2 separate regions of the Sus scrofa genome follow, and region 1 is linked to region 2. The links are chromatin contacts, called in public HiChIP or PLAC-seq maps. All regions are on one chromosome and are shown on one strand. Each heading gives the region's core, a stretch centred on a gene start, on an enhancer-like site or on the middle of the called end of the contact. The rest is flanking DNA. Distances are from core to core; before and after follow the strand shown.

The links. HiChIP or PLAC-seq counts read pairs in DNA pulled down with a chosen protein or histone mark.
Region 1: a contact with region 2 is called in an H3K27ac HiChIP or PLAC-seq map of skeletal muscle. The contact joins the enhancer-like site here to the promoter of SEC14L1 in region 2. A contact is called at or near these places in 1 of 5 promoter capture datasets (liver), 13 of 47 Hi-C or Micro-C datasets (embryonic fibroblasts, fetal heart ventricle, heart right ventricle and 6 more) and 2 of 2 datasets of contacts at active chromatin or transcription factors (alveolar macrophages and skeletal muscle).

Annotation. Positions count from the first base shown.
Region 1 is chr12:4,520,636-4,523,873 of Sscrofa11.1, reverse strand. No RefSeq gene overlaps it. Among named protein-coding and RNA genes, the nearest start is that of SEC14L1, 33 kb to the right of the region's middle. Within about 2 kb of position 1,818, at least 16 of the 83 cell types and tissues checked have an H3K27ac peak or open chromatin away from gene starts, as enhancers often do. A contact at or near this core is called in liver, omental adipose tissue, retroperitoneal adipose tissue and 1 more, where this site is marked.
Region 2 is chr12:4,487,114-4,490,615 of Sscrofa11.1, reverse strand. SEC14L1 (SEC14-like protein 1) reads left to right here and starts at 1,538. Exons shown (of 20, transcript XM_005653864.3): 1 at 1,538-1,735.

The DNA of each region.
Region 1 (3,238 bases), core at 569-3,068, 33 kb before region 2:
AAAACAAGGTAATTGGCCAAAGGAAGACAAAGACCCAGAAGGGCTGAGCTGTATACGTGATATGCTTGCTTATTTATTTGTTTTTTCTTTTGAGGGCTGCACTCCCCAGCTCTCAGGTCCTTGATCTCAGACTGAAATGGCCTGAAAGGGAGCCCTGGATAGTTGGACACACATGGCAGCCTTGGGGAAGCAGAGGCTTAGGGGGAAGATGGGCGTGACCTCCCCCCACCCCCTGCTAGAAACTACCAGGGACCACCGTTCTCCAGAGCTAGTGACATGTAACTGTCCAGATCATTCTAAGCTATTCCCAGTGTGAAATGACACGGGGTCTCCAGTGCAACATTCTCTAGGGCACTGAACATTAAAGGAACGTGTCTTTGCATCCTAACCTGTTTTTTTCTGCTGAAATGCTGCCCCGGGGTGGGCTCTTAGCATTGAACCCCAGCCTTGTCTGTGACTGCAGCTCAGGACAATAGCCTTCATTACACAATGAGCATACCGAGTGCCTGAGCAGGTGATGGGGAACCCTTGAACCCACGGGAGGAGACTCGTGAAAACATCTCATGTGGCCAATGCCATACCCAAGCTTGGCTCCTGGAATGGTCCCCAGCTGTCTCCTGCTCAGCTCCAGCCCGTCAATGGAATAGGCCCCAGCTGGTCGAGGTGTAGTGATGGCGTGCTTGTTTTCCCCAAAGGATGCGTGTGTGTGTGTGTGTGTGTGTGTGTGTGTGTGTGGCTGGGCCTTAGCATTTATGACTTGTGTTCCTCTGGGTTATGTAAGAGACAGTGGAAGCAGGCAGAAGTCTAGTCTTTCAAAAAGATGGCACTTTGGAGTTCCCTGGTGGCTCAGTGGGTTAAGGACCTGGTGTTGTCCTGCTGTGGCTCAGATGACTGCTGTGGCTCAGGTTTAATTCCTCGCCCTGGAACTTCTATATGCCTTGGGTGCAGCTGATAAAAATGGTTCTTTAATAGTAGCAATAGGTAAGTTAATGTGTGGTCTCTAAGTTTAATGTTGAAAATGACTGTGGGATACAAAAGGCCTGTAGCAGAAACGTTAATAAAATTGAATTAAAGAGGGAGTGCCCAGAGTTCCCACAGTGGCTCAGCAGTAACAAACCTGACTAGTATCTACGAGGATGTGGATTCAATCCCTGGCCTTGCCTAGTGGGTTCAGGATCCTGCGTTGCTGGGGCTGTGGTGTAGGCTGGCAGCTGTAGCTCTGATTAGCCCCCTAGCCTGGGACCCTCCATATGCTGCACTTGCAGCCCTCAAAAGCAAAAAAAAAGGGAGGTGAGTTCCTGCTGTGTTATGGGGGTTATGGACCTCTCTGGGAGGATGTAGGTTTGATCCCGGACCTCGCTCAGCGGGTTAAGGATTCAGGGTTGCTGTAAGCTGTGGCATAGGTCACAGAATAGCCTGGGTCCAGTGTTGCCATGGCTGTGGCATAGGCCTGCAGCTGCAGCTCCGATTCCACCCCTGACCAGGGAAAGGTCCCTCTGCTACAGGGGCAGCCAGAAAAAAGAAAAAAAAAAAAGAGCTGAAGAGTCTTTCTATGAAGTCAAAATTTTGAACTTCTTTCTTTGTCCACTAGAGGGCGGACTCCTACACCAGTTACCTTTTGTAACTTGGTACGAAGTTTTTTGGGTTGGTTTTTGTTTTTCTGTAATTTAGCCAAAACCTTATTTCACCAGAAAGTTATGCATAAGGTTTATCTGCAGGGTTGGGCTCTTTCTTTCTTGGAAGCTGCCAGGGTGTCCCAGCTGCACCTAGTTCCCGGGAAGTATTTACCATGTCATGGGTCAGCTGAGCCAAAGTCCATCCTAGGACATGGCTGGGAACTTGGCACTTGGCACCTGAGGATCAGAGAGAGTTCTAAAGCAGCCTTCTGTCCAGAGTCACCCTTGGTGACAACAGGTGGTTCTACTCTGCATGAAAGATGTCCTTCTTTTTGTTGTTGTTGCTTTTTTTTTTTTTTTTTTTTTTTACGGCCCACCCACGGCATATGGAGGTTCCCAAGCTAGGGGTCCAATTGGAGCTACAGCTGCCAGCCTACACCACAGCCACTGCAATACAGGATCTGAGCCACGTCTGCGACCTACACCACAGCTCACGGCAACGCCGGATCCTTAACCCACTGAGCGAGGCCAGGGGTCGAACCCACAACCTCGTGGTTCCTAGTCAGATTTGTTTCCGCTGAGCCACGAAGGGAACTCCATGAAAGACATTCTTTGGTGAGGAATCCAGTGCAACACATGACCAGTATCCGAAAGTCCTAGACAGCGTTTGAAGGGAATAGAAGCATCTCTGGCCAGAGTAACTCAAACTCGAAACTGAAAGGTAGAAATCAAGACTAAAAAAAGTTTGTACAAAGCCAGCGTGGCTCAGCTTACTGATTGCTGCCTGTTAGAAAAGTGCCGTAGACTTGGGGGGGAGGGGATCACAACTCTGGAAGTGTACATTTAATTAGAGGGCTGCGTGCTCTCTGGTTTATGTAACCTGGTGGGTGCACCTGGTTGACAGCTTCCTGATGGATTGAACAAATGCTGAACGCTCACTGCTGGCCAAGTTAGGCCAGGACAGAAAGCAAAACAAGGTAACTCCTTGCCCTCAGGGAACTAACGTTTCAGTGCAGGGGACACAGAAATCATTACAGCAGTAGGACAATGGGATTGCTCTGGGGGAGGGAGAAAGAAAGAAAGAAAGAAAGAAAGAAAGAAAGAAAGAAAGAAAGAAAGAAAGAAAGAAAGAAAGGAAGGAAGGAAAGAAAGAGACAGAAAGAAAGAAAGAAAAGAAAAGAAAGAGACAGAAAGAAAAATGAGCTGGGAAGGAGTGGAGTGTGAGGTTTGCAATTTTAATCTTTGACCTTTAGCAAAATCCCAAAGTACAGAAGTAAGTCATACAATACCCTGGAAGAGCATCCCAGGCAGAGGGAACAGCCAGTGCAAAGGCAGCCAGAGCAGCCAGTACAATGGACCACAAGCAAGGAGAGTTGAAGAGGAGGGCTGCAGGGGGTGGGGACGGGGTCTCGCAGGATCTCCTGAAAACTGTGACTGGCTTTTACTCTGAGGAGTGTCAGCAGTCTTTTCGGGGCCCTTTTAGGGACCATCCCCCCTCCCAATAAAAGTAGTTAACATTAGAGGTACTTCCTATTCTTGTGCTAACAAATCTGCCTTTGAGCTGATCCCAGATCTGGGCTGGGGAGTGTTTCCTTTGGCGGCTGGAGGAGCTCTTGCTCTTG
Region 2 (3,502 bases), core at 289-2,788:
TTAGGATTTCTCAACAGTGCACTTTTAAGTGTGAAACAAATTTTAAATTGAAATAAACATACAGAAAAAAGCAAACACATCATAAGTGTATGGATTTGAGTTTCCCAGTATCTTTGTACTTTGATAAAGAATGTGTTTGTGGAGTTCCCGTCGTGGCGCAGTGGTTAACGAATCTGACTAGGAACCATGAGGTTGCAGGTTCGGTCCCTGCCCTTGCTCAGTGGGTTAACGATCCGGCGTTGCCGTGAGCTGTGGTGTAGGTTGCAGAGGCGGCTCGGATCCTGCGTTGCTGTGGCTCTGGCGTAGGCCGGTGGCTACAGCTCCGATTAGACCCCTAGCCTGGGAACCTCCATATGCCACGGGAGCGGCCCAAGAAATAGCAAAAAAGACAAAAAAAAAAAAAAAAAAGAATGTGTTTGTCAGGCGGTTTTTCCCATGGTCTATAGCTGGCTGATTATTTTCTCCTGGAATCATTTAACATGTTCCTCTGTTTTCCGTTTCGTATAAATTGGTGGATGCTTATCAGATTAGGTCAATTATTGGCAAGGCCATTTCATAGGTGCTGTTGTTCCCTGGGTTGTCACTTTCCGGAAGCATTTTCGAAGGTGGATGTGATTTTTACAAACAGGCAAAAGCCAGCGCTAGCTGAGTCTATAAGCAGAGTGAGTAATCAAGCTGGAAAATGATGGTGTGAGTTGAAAAACAAGGTGTGACCAAGTAAAGAACGATCTTCTTGTGTGACTGGTGAACTGGCCCTGAAGGAAATTCCAAAACAGTTCCACAACTGTGCTGTGCGGCGGCAGCGTCAAACGCACAGCCACCCAGGGTGACGAATTCGAACGGAACAACAGTGACATTGATGGAGAAACTGTCTGTTGGCTATAAAACCAGCCTCGCTGTGTGGGTGGACGTGCTGCTGGCCCTCTCCAGCGATTGGCTCCTCTTGAGAACCCCTGAACGTCTCAGTGTGTATCACACTTGTGCTTCAAAGTTGGGAGTTTTGCTGAAACGCCAGACCCACTTGGCTTCGCGCCCCCGCACAGCCTGGACGCGTAGACACGATGCCGATGGGTTCCACCCAGCCCCTCCCTAGTCCTGGCATTTGCCTCCTCTGCGTTACTCTGTGAGAATGTGGTCAGGGTACTGCCGAAGTCGGCGAAAATTGAGGAAGCGCGGGAGCCTGAGCCCTGGGCCTCAGCAAAGCCGGAAGCCCCTGCTATTTTGATTCTTCGCCAACTTCCCTGTTCCAGGTCTGCGCAGCTCTCGCGGGTCCCACTCGCAGCTCCTCTGGCGCCTCCGCCGCCTCCGCCGCTTTTCCCGCGAGCCCCGCCCCCGCCCCGCCCCATGATGCAAAACTGGGCGGGGCCAGGCGCCTTTGCCGGCTCCGAGCTCCCCCCACGCCCGCCCGCCTGGAGTTGGCGCCTGCGCAGCTCGGCTCGGCCCCGGTTGCCGCCCCTCCCCCTCCCTAGCAACCGGCTTCGCGCCCGCCTCCGTCTCTCGGCCGCTTCCGCGCACGCGCACCCCTTCCGGCCTCCGGGCCCCGCCCTCCCCGTCACCCGTAACAACCACTCGAGCCTCCCTGGGCCCCTCCCGCTCCCGCCCCCCCCCGGCCCACTCCCCGGAACCGGCGGCAGAGCTGCGGCCGCCGGCAGTGGAGCGGCGACGGAACCGCGGAGCCGCCGGCATGAGCGCCATCCGCCGCCCCGCGTCCCCGGCTCGGTCTTTCTGACAAGAGGTAGGCGCGCGTCTCCGCGGCGGGCTTCGAGCGCGCCCCCGGCCCGGCCCTCCCCCCCCGCCCCCGGCGGCGCGGGGCTCTCGCGGCCGTCTCCCCGCCGGGCCCGCCCTTCCCCAGCCCCCCGGATCTCCCCGGCTCACCCCGGATCCCCGGGCCCGGAGCCGACCCTTCTCCCCCCCACCCCTTCCGGCCCGCCGCCCCCGGCGCCACTCCTACCGTACGGGTCGACCCCTCCCCGCCCCCACCCGCCGATCTTCCCACCCGGGACCCTTCCCGCGGGAAGCGGAGTTTGGGGTCCCAGCCGGTGCCTGGCGCACCTCCCCGGATCGGCCGGGGCTGGGGGCCCGCGGAGCCGCCGCGCGGGACTCCCTGATCGAGCGGAGGGCCCGGCCGTCCCTCGAGCCTGCTCGGGGTGGACTCTCTGGGTCTGGCCATTGGCTCATTTTTAAGCACGATTGTCATGCAATAGAGGCTGCCCTGGTCCACGATGCCACTTTGCCGTTGTAACTCCAGAGTCCCACGTAGGACGTTTGGACCAGAGCATCCGAAGCTGGCAACTGGCAGGAGTTCAGAAGCTCGTGAATTAGCAGGTTCTTCGGCGTAGTGTCTCTTGGGTTCTGGCCGGCGGTGGAATCCGAATGGGAGTTACCGAGTCTTACGCGAGCATTCCTCTCTTTTTCCATTCTCCTCCGGTAGTTCCCCTCTCCTTCTGTGGAAGATACCCTAAAATTAATTTTCCTAATTAAAATTTTAAAAGGTTATTGAATCCCTGCTGCGCCCCAGCATTATCAGGTTGGCAAAACTAAATAGAACGAGGTCCCGGCGCACCGGGACCTGGCAGTCGCCGAATCAAGATTAATGACGGCATTCCAGTTGATTGTGGTGGATTCAGAATTTGGCTCTGAGTCTCACAATTTTAGAGCTGGAAGTCTTTCAACACTATCTCACCCCAAACCTCACTTTACAGAGGTGGCTCTGGGTCCAGGGGAAGTCAAGTGGCTGGCTTGAGGTCACGCAGAGTTAGGCGGCCGTTTTCAGGCTGCCAGAAAATAGCGCTTTTCCTCCAGAACCTGTCCGGTTCTGAGCCGTATGGCAGACATACCGGAGAACGTTCCAAACCTGTTTAGAAGTAGTGATACAGGTAGGAATCTTGTGAAATCAAATACATCTTCGTAATTTTTTCTTTTTTTTACAGCTAGACTTTGGGCTCCTCGAGGATATTCCATATTGTACTTTTGAATATCCTCTCACCATATTCAGCATAAAATAACATTCGTAATGATTATTCTCGGCAGGACAGGTGGGCCTTTTGGGTTTATTTTTATTCCTCCCTTTTAAATAGGGAAGTAAAGTCGGGTAGAGGACTCTGGATAAAAGTGTGTAGGCTGGGACCAGTGTGTGAGCGTGTAGCTGGCAGGAGGATTCCTGACGTGTGAAGTTAGCTGCTTGCTCACTAACATTACAAATACCTGAGGCTGGAGATTTCAGCCGAGCCCCTAAGCCAGAGGGCTCCAGGTCTCTGCCATTTGAAGATAGGGCCCTGACGTGGTAGTCTGCGCAGTTGGAATAATGGGCAGTGACAAGTCTCCTTTGAAAATAGCTTTTGAGGAAAACAGTCATTTGAGACCCAGTAGTGTATTTTTTTCCACTTTTATTTTTGTGCATCCTGGGTTTACCATCTTGAGGTGCCACCATTTTTATTTGGTTTCTGGAGGAAGCTGTTGAAGAGAAAATGACTCAAGAACTCCTTGTATAGGTTATCAGAAA